Regions from separate parts of the Danio rerio genome. Here region 1 is linked to region 2. Evidence: chromatin contacts called from public Micro-C data. All regions are on one chromosome and are shown on one strand. Each heading gives the region's core, a stretch centred on a gene start, on an enhancer-like site or on the middle of the called end of the contact. The rest is flanking DNA. Distances are from core to core; before and after follow the strand shown. Region 1 holds the start of svbp (small vasohibin binding protein). Region 2 overlaps cdc42 (cell division cycle 42).

Region 1 (4,162 bases), core at 808-3,307, 370 kb after region 2:
ACAATAAGATATTTAGAAAAATGTAATTGACTTCCAAAGTATTTTAAGTATTTTTCCCTACTATGGAAGTCAATGGCTGTCGGTTTTCTAACATTCTTCCAATTATCTTCTTTTGTGCTCAACAGAAAAAACAAAGAAAAAAAAAAAAAAATATATATATATATAGGTGGCGCAGTGGGTAGCATGTTCGCATCACAGCAAAAAGGTCACTGGGTCGCTGGTTCGATCCTCGGCTCAGTTGGCGTTTCTGTGTGGAGTTTGCATGTTCTCCCTGCGTTCGCGTGGGTTTCCTCCAGGTGCTCCGGTTTCCCCCACAGTCCAAAGACATGCGGTACAGGTGAATTGGGTAGGCTAAATTGTCTGTAGTGTATGAGTGTGTGTGTGAATGTTTCCCAGAGATGGGTTGTGGCTGGAAGGGCATCCGCTGTGTAAAAACTTGCTGGATTAGTTGGCGGTTCATTCCGCCAGGGACTAAGCCGACAAGAAAATGAATGATATATATATATATATATATATATATATATATATATATATATATATATATATATATATATATATATATATATATATATATATATATATATACTCACCCTCAAGTGGTTGCAGACCTATATATATATATATATATATATATATATATATATATATATATATATATATATATATATATATATATAGGTCTGCAACCACTTGAGGGTGAGTAAATGATTGCACATTTTTGTTTTTGGTGAACTATGCCTTTATTAGGAACACTGAAAGCTAGAGTGAAATGCTTTTATTATTTCTGAATGACTGAACGCATTTGGGGCTCGTTGATGTTTAAGTCTCTGGATACTTTATTAGGCTCAGTCGGTTCAACTGTTACTACATACATAAATAATGGGGTAAAAATCTGTTTATTTAGCAAATGCACATACATCGGCGTTGTTTTTTAAAGATAAGCAGGCACTAAATTAACACGAGTCAATCGGGGAAAAAAGAAAAACGTCTCAACAGAGTAGGCTTTCAACAGCGGTATAATGGCGGTCTCTAGTGGCGCAGTTTATTTTTGCAAGCAATTGATATTGTGGTATTTTACATAATCACTTGTGCATGATTTAACGTCTTTAATGCTTTGTTATTTATTTTCTACGCATTGCTTTATTATTTAATATAGACTAGGTAGTAAGGGATACTGATGCTGCACTATAAAAATGCAGAGTTCCACACAATCAATTTGTGTTGGTACAACATGATTGAATTAAGTTACCTTTTGACAAATTATGTGGATTGAACATAAAAATTAAGTTTTCCCAATGAAATCTCAAGAAATGTGTTGTTTCAACTAATTTTAAATAAGCAGTTTGAACGAGCAAAAAAATAAAAAAATATATTTATATATATATATTTTTTTTTTCAGTGTAGTTGTCACATTTTTAACTAAAACTATTTATATTTTATTGTTTTAAAGTTTACATGCATAATTCTAAAACACTGACTTGACGAGCTTGTTGAGACATTGTCTGTTAATTAATAAATGTGTTATAAAAGTATAACATTGTGTGTCTATATAGCGTGTAAATAGAATAAACAATATTGGCCATAGGATATGACTGTGAATGTGAGAGTGTATGGGTGTTTCCTAGGTTGCAGCTGGAAGGGCATCCGCTGTGTAAAACGAAGCTATGCTGCAAAAGTTATCGGTTCATTCTGCTGTGGCGACCCCTTGTGAATAAAGGAAGCCAAAGGAAAATGAATGAATGAATGAATGAATGAATGAATGAATGAATGAATGAATGAATGAATGATAGCGTGTAAATTCACAAAAGAAATGTATGAGCATAGGTACGGCGTCATATAAGCAAAGAGAACCACTCTAAGCTTTTTGATATAAGCATGCCGTTTATCGTTGTTGACTTTTGTTAGAGTTGTTATATACGTCCAGGGTAATAGATTTCAACAATAAAGTAAGGTGACGTTAATATTAAAAAAAAAACTTTTACTGAAATACAACCGGTCGTATTTGATTGTAACGTTATAGGAACCTTTTAGGATTTCCGCAATTCCTGACCGGGTTTATTTATAAGTGACACCACACTGCTACTCGTTTCATCTTCGTTGACTGTTTTTCGTCAAAAATAATAAGGTAGGACACCCCTTGGTTCTTTCATTTTCTTAGTTTTTTTGTATTTCTTATGTTTTTAACATACTGAGTTTGTAGTATGATAATAAAATGATCGAAAAAATATTTCAGGCTAACGTTAGGTTAATTTGCTAAACTAATGAACAGAAGTCTAAATGTGTTAGTGCATTTATTTCTGAATCCATACCAAGAAAACAATTACGAACCCCTGAATGTTAACTTGTTTAATAACATACTATTTATGTTTTCAGTCTGAGGTCTGTGGTTTCCAACAAATATGTCTGTGGAAGTGTTTAGAGAAAAGCTAAATAGATAATATTAGTGTAAATATGACCTAAAAAGAAGACGAACGAGTGAGTTTTAACTTAGAATTTTCTGTATTTTGACATTCGCATCTATACATTGGGAGTTTAAGAAATAAGTAAATCCCTTTCTTTGGCATCTGAATAGTAGCAATCCCCTTTTAACGTTACACTCACTGACACAAGTCTTAATATAATTAAGTTAATGATTTAATTAGGACGGTAAGGTCTGACTTTGCTTCGACAAAAGTCTCGTCACTTAACAGAAATAATGTTCAGTATAGAATATAAAGTCATGCTGCAGTGGAGAAAGAATGAATATTGTGTCTGACTCCATCATGAGCTCAGAGGACTGCATCCATACATCTCTGCACTGACTCAAATCACTTATTAATAAAGTCATCTGGAATGGCAAAGAAAGCGTTCTTGCAGGACTCCCAGAGTTCATCAAGACTCTTTGAATTCATCTTTAATGCCTCCTCCATCTTACATCAGACATGCTCAATAATGTTCATATCTGGTGACTGAACTGGCCAATCCTGGAGCACCTTGACCTTCTTTCAGGAGCTTTGATGTGGAGGCTGAAGTATGAGAAGGAGCGCTATCCTGCTTGAGAATTTGCCCTCTCCTGTGGTTTGTAATGTAATGGGCAGCGAAAATGTCTCGATACCTCAGGCTGTTGATGTTGCCATCCACTCCGCAGATCTCTCGCACGCCCCCATATTGAATGTAACCCCAAACCATGATTTTTCCTTTACCAAACTTGACTGATTTTTGTGAGAATCATGGGTCTATGTGGGTTCCAGTGGGTCTTCTGCAGTATTTGTGATGATTGGGATGCAGCTCAACAGACCTTTTCCCACTTTTCCAAGTGATCAACTTGAAGTCAAGTTATTATTTGTTGCTCTTACAACTGGGATAACCGACAAGACTTTTGTCAGGTAGTGTATGTATGTTGTAAGTTGCTGTTATTTAATTGACTTTTTTGTCTTTATTTCAGCTAAATTATCCTGACTCCAAATTGTGTCCATCTGCTTCCGAAATGGAGCCAGCATGTCGAAAAGACAAACAGAAACAGCAAACACCAACGCGTGGAGACAGAACGAAACAGAAAACAGCCCAGCAGGAGCTGAAGCAGAGACAGAGAGCAGAGGTGATCTGGTTCGGTCTGATGTGATTGGTCTACAACACAGGTGTTGATTACAGCTTCTGGAGGGCCGCAGATCTGCCCAGTTTAGTTCCAGCCCTGCTTCAACATACTTACCTGTAGGTCTCAAACAAGACTGAAGGGCTCAATTAGTTTGATCAGGTGTGTTTAATTAAGGTTGGAACTAAACTGTGCAGAGCTGCAACCCCCTTCAGGAACTGGCTTTGACACCTGTGGTCTACCGTATATAGTGAAACTAACTTTCTGTTTCTGTTTTTTTATGTGTCAGATTTATGCCCTGAACAAAGTCATGACCGAACTTGAACAGCAGCAATTTGAGGCCTTCTGCAAGCAGATGCAGTCACAATCAGAATGAGGAAGAACTCCAGTCAGAGTAAACACACAGGTTAGGGTTAAGTAACTTACCATTTTACCCGTATTATTGTAAACCATATGATAATCAACCCTTTCATTTACACCGTCATTTACACCGAATTGTATTCACTCTAGAATGCTTGACTGTATTGGATTGAATCAAACTGTACAATCACGCCACAAATGCTTGTCAGTATGCACAAAACCAGACATATC
Region 2 (4,110 bases), core at 264-2,763:
CCAGTTTCAAGGTATACTACTGTTTGAAAAATTTAAGGTTTTAAAACTGCCAAAGTTTTCTGTTATACCGTTCCCAAGGTATATGTAAATAATTTTTCTCTTGTTTTTCGCAACTATTTCATTTAGTTTTTAGGGCAACAATATCTTCAGCAGAAAAAGAACTTCTACATCAAAAGTTACTGGTCTAAAATATAATTGCGTTCAATAGAGGGAAAGGTAGTTTTTTTTTTTTACAAAGGCATTTAAAAAGTACGTATTTTAGAGCAGTAATTACAATACCGTGAAACTGTGATTATTTTTCTTATCCAAGGTTATTATACCAGCCCATGCCTATTCTTCGCATATGCGCATCTTCTCCTTGAATTGTCATATCCATTTACTTCTTATCATGAGAAATACAATGTGTGGCGTGCAGTTTTAAATGCGTGTTTGATTGTGAATGTGTGAATGAGAGCCTGAATTATGTAGATTTTTTTGGCGGGTGTGTTTGTGCACCCATGTTATTTCAAAGAGCGCAGCATTTCTCCGAGTTCTTATTTGCTCGCTGACGCTGCCATGTTGTTTGAGTGTTTCTATGGCAAATCGGGGGGGAACAATGGGACCGTGTTAGGGAGCGTCGTGTATTAGGGTGAAAAACAATTTTCATTCGAATAAATCGATTTAAACTTCAACTTGAGTTAAATCAAAACCAGCCCAAGTTGACAGTTTCTTAATATATTTAGGAGAATTGTTTTATTTTAAAATCTGTATTAATTCATTGTTTTAAAACTAAATATGGACATTTAGTCCATCTATTTTTGAGCCACGTTATTATTGCTTTCCTCCGGTGTTTGTCCTGTACACTGTTGCTCCACACACACACACACACACATGACAGTAGTGGACATGGAGGTGTTGTGTAATGCCACGTGTTATAGTGGGTCTATTTACACCTTTTGAACTTGAGACCGAAGAGCCAGCTATGAACGAGTAATGTTTCTCCTGTGTGAACGCTCTTGTTTTTCTTTGCAGATCTTGAATGAGAGCAGTGGATTTATAAAAGCACAGCTATGCAGACGATCAAGTGCGTCGTTGTTGGTGATGGTGCAGTGGGTAAAACCTGTCTATTAATCTCCTATACAACTAATAAATTCCCCTCCGAATATGTACCAACGGTGAGTACAGCTTTCCGGTTCATTTCGCATTCTCTTACATAAAGTCATGCCATGACCTGTCTCGTTTTGGTCAAATTTCCTGCTTTATTCCAGTGGCTGTAATTCATTTGTTGTAGGAAAACAATGGTTACAGTATTCGCTTCTCTTCCAGGTCTTTGATAACTATGCAGTTACGGTTATGATTGGTGGTGAGCCGTACACCCTGGGGCTGTTTGATACTGCAGGTACTGTATAAATATCTCTTTTAATTAGCTTTCATCATTAAGCTTTAATCGAAATATGTTGGATAGAAGGGAATTTTCAGGCTTTTAAGTCTTTCTGTAAGTGAGGGTGGAGTTCATATGCTGATGGGAAAGAAAAACATTCACCATCGTCATTGTTGTAGAAATTAGACCTCAGGAGCTTTGGAGAATTCCACACATTCCTGTGGAGGGTGGTTGAGCTTGGAACTGCTTTTTTGGAGGATTTGTGGGACCCAGAGTCTTTAACTGTGCATGTGCCTTGGCTGAATGATGTCCATTGGTTGTTCTGGATAGAAAATGCATTCTTAGGTGCTTTAATTTCTGCTTTTATTTCCATCTTTCTCTCCAGGTCAGGAAGATTACGATAGATTACGACCCCTGAGTTACCCTCAGACAGATGTCTTCTTAGTCTGTTTCTCAGTTGTTTCACCTTCTTCATTTGAAAACGTCAAAGAAAAGGTGAGCTTGAATCCTTCACACCAGCCAGGATGATGCATTTTGGTCTCTGTGCTCTTTTTTTTTTTTTTCTTTTTTTTTTTTTGTGTATCATGTTTCTGGGTTTACATGCAAAATGATCCCCCTGCAAATTTGTCTCTTGAAGGGATAGTTCACTCAATACTGACAGTTATCATCGTTTTAAACTAGGCATGGAATATATGAAATTCTGAAAAAACATCAACTTTTTTTCCCATTGGACACATTATATTTTATTTAAAGAAATGTTTATAATATTTTGCAATAGTAAACATATCAGGCTAAATAATAAAAATAAATAATTGAATTCTGCTGGCTTTGTTAGTTTTAAAAATAACTACAAATGAATAAGTCATCTTTGGATATATTATTTTCTGTGTATATTAGGGATGTAACGGTATTGTAAATACCGTCATACCGCAATATTAATTTTTTTCGATATTACCGAAGTCGCATGACTCGGTAAAACTATAAGTCTTCTGAGAAAATTTGCTCAGGCGAATGAAGCGAACGGGACGTAGCTAAAACTACATTTCCCATCAGCCCAGGCGTGGCCATAATCCTTTGCGGTCTGTTGTCGCTACAGATCCAGTAATGCGGAAATGGAGTGTGCTGCTAGTAGCGGAGATGAAAAAAAGATGGAAATGATCGAACCTAAAGCGTGTGTTGTCACCGCGCACGTGCTGAATAGCGGTGCTGTCGCGCGCGTTCTGATCAGCTGTGTTGTGGCGCGCGTATTGTAAAGCGCCGAGGGGGGGTTGAGCGCGCATATTCAAGAGAGGTGTTGTCGCGCGCCTACTGAAGGGCTGGATTGGACGGAGGTTGTGTCGCGTCGCGGGGGCACTTTTGATCGTTTTGGAAGGGCATTTTTCTATCCAAGACTAAAAAGGGCATGCGCACTGCACAGGTTGAGCCCTATGTGTGCACGTGCCTGCAAGTTGGGGAATACGACTAATAACAGTCATGGGGACTGCAGAAACACAGCACACTGTTCAGATTGATGCAGACATTGACTTGTACCGCAAAGAGATCTCTATCTCACTCATGGTTTGTCTTCTCAAGTGGGGGAAAGACAATGCACAACGTTACCCACTGCTGTCAACCTGGGCCAAGTCATATCTCTCTTGTCCCAGAAACCTCAGTCCCAAATGAGAGGTTTTTTTTTCTGTTGCAGGGGACATTGTAAATACCCAGAGATACCAGCTTTTACCAGATTATAATTATATGATAATTTTCCTTTAAACCCATCTCTATCTAAGTGAGTGAGTGATTAAATGTTGAATGTGATGAGTTTTCAACAATACTAAATTGAAACTTAATTTTTTTACATGGTTTAATAATTTTTTGTTATTAAAATTGAAGTTAGTGTTTCAAAGCTTACAGATAGATGGCTAATTTGTATGTCATTGACACTTTTGGCACTTTTTTGGAGAATTTTCAAAAGTTTTTTTTTTTCCTGTAAATGATTCAATAAATACCGTACCGTGACATTCATACCGAGGTATTACCGAACCGTGAAATTCTGATACCGTTACATCCCTAGTGTATATAAATAAGCCACTGCACTGTTCAGTTGGTCTATATGATGTCGGTGTATAAGTGTTTTGTTTTTCAGATATCTGCTGTATTGTGGCTGACCAGTAGCTTTCGATGTGAAAGGTCTTTTGATGCTGTTGCCCAAAATAAATAAAATGAAATAATCATTGTCAATAAAACACCAATTAACATATACCTTGAAATGGTATAACTGAAAATTATTGTGGTTTTCAAACCACGGTAAACCTTACAATCTATTATCATCTCATGCCTATTTCAAACCTGTTTGACTTCTTTACCTATGTTGAACAGACAAAAAAAGATATTTTGAAGGAAGCTGAAACCATTGACTTCCATAGTAGGAACATTAAATGCGTTGGAAGTCAATGGATACAGATTTTCAGCTTTCTTCAAAATATCTTCTTTAATATTCAATAGAATAAAGTCATTCATAAAGGTATGGAAGCATTTAAGAATAAGTAAATAGAGAGCATTTTTTGAGTGAACTATCCCTTTAATATTGAGTCTGTATATTGGTCAGATAGTACAATAATGCTGCGTTTACACCAAACGGGGGAAAAGCGTCAAGCCCGAGGGATTTACATGTTAAGTTGATGCAAAGGCGCAAATAGACATCCTGCTGCGTGATACTTTCGTTTGATTCGCGCAAAGCGGTGTGAGTTGAGTGTTTTGCTCGATTGATG

What was found. Hi-C and Micro-C count contacts between places; a contact is called where the count stands out from the background.
Region 1: a Micro-C map of caudal fin shows a contact between it and region 2, with 4 times the contacts expected there. The contact joins the promoter of svbp here to the enhancer-like site in region 2. A contact is called at or near these places in 2 of 18 Hi-C or Micro-C datasets (caudal fin and an unstated tissue).

What each region holds. Positions count from the first base shown.
Region 1 is chr11:41,933,221-41,937,382 of GRCz12tu, forward strand. svbp (small vasohibin binding protein) reads left to right here and starts at 2,058. Exons shown (of 3, transcript NM_001202432.2): 1 at 2,058-2,125; 2 at 3,425-3,577; 3 at 3,861-4,162. The coding sequence starts at 3,467. The coding sequence ends at 3,947.
Region 2 is chr11:41,559,713-41,563,822 of GRCz12tu, forward strand. It overlaps cdc42 (cell division cycle 42), which reads left to right. Exons shown (of 6, transcript NM_200632.2): 2 at 1,012-1,154; 3 at 1,306-1,378; 4 at 1,746-1,855. The coding sequence starts at 1,050. Among named protein-coding and RNA genes, the nearest start is that of cdc42, 16 kb to the left of the region's middle. Within about 2 kb of position 1,514, at least 13 of the 62 cell types and tissues checked have an H3K27ac peak or open chromatin away from gene starts, as enhancers often do. A contact at or near this core is called in caudal fin, where this site is marked.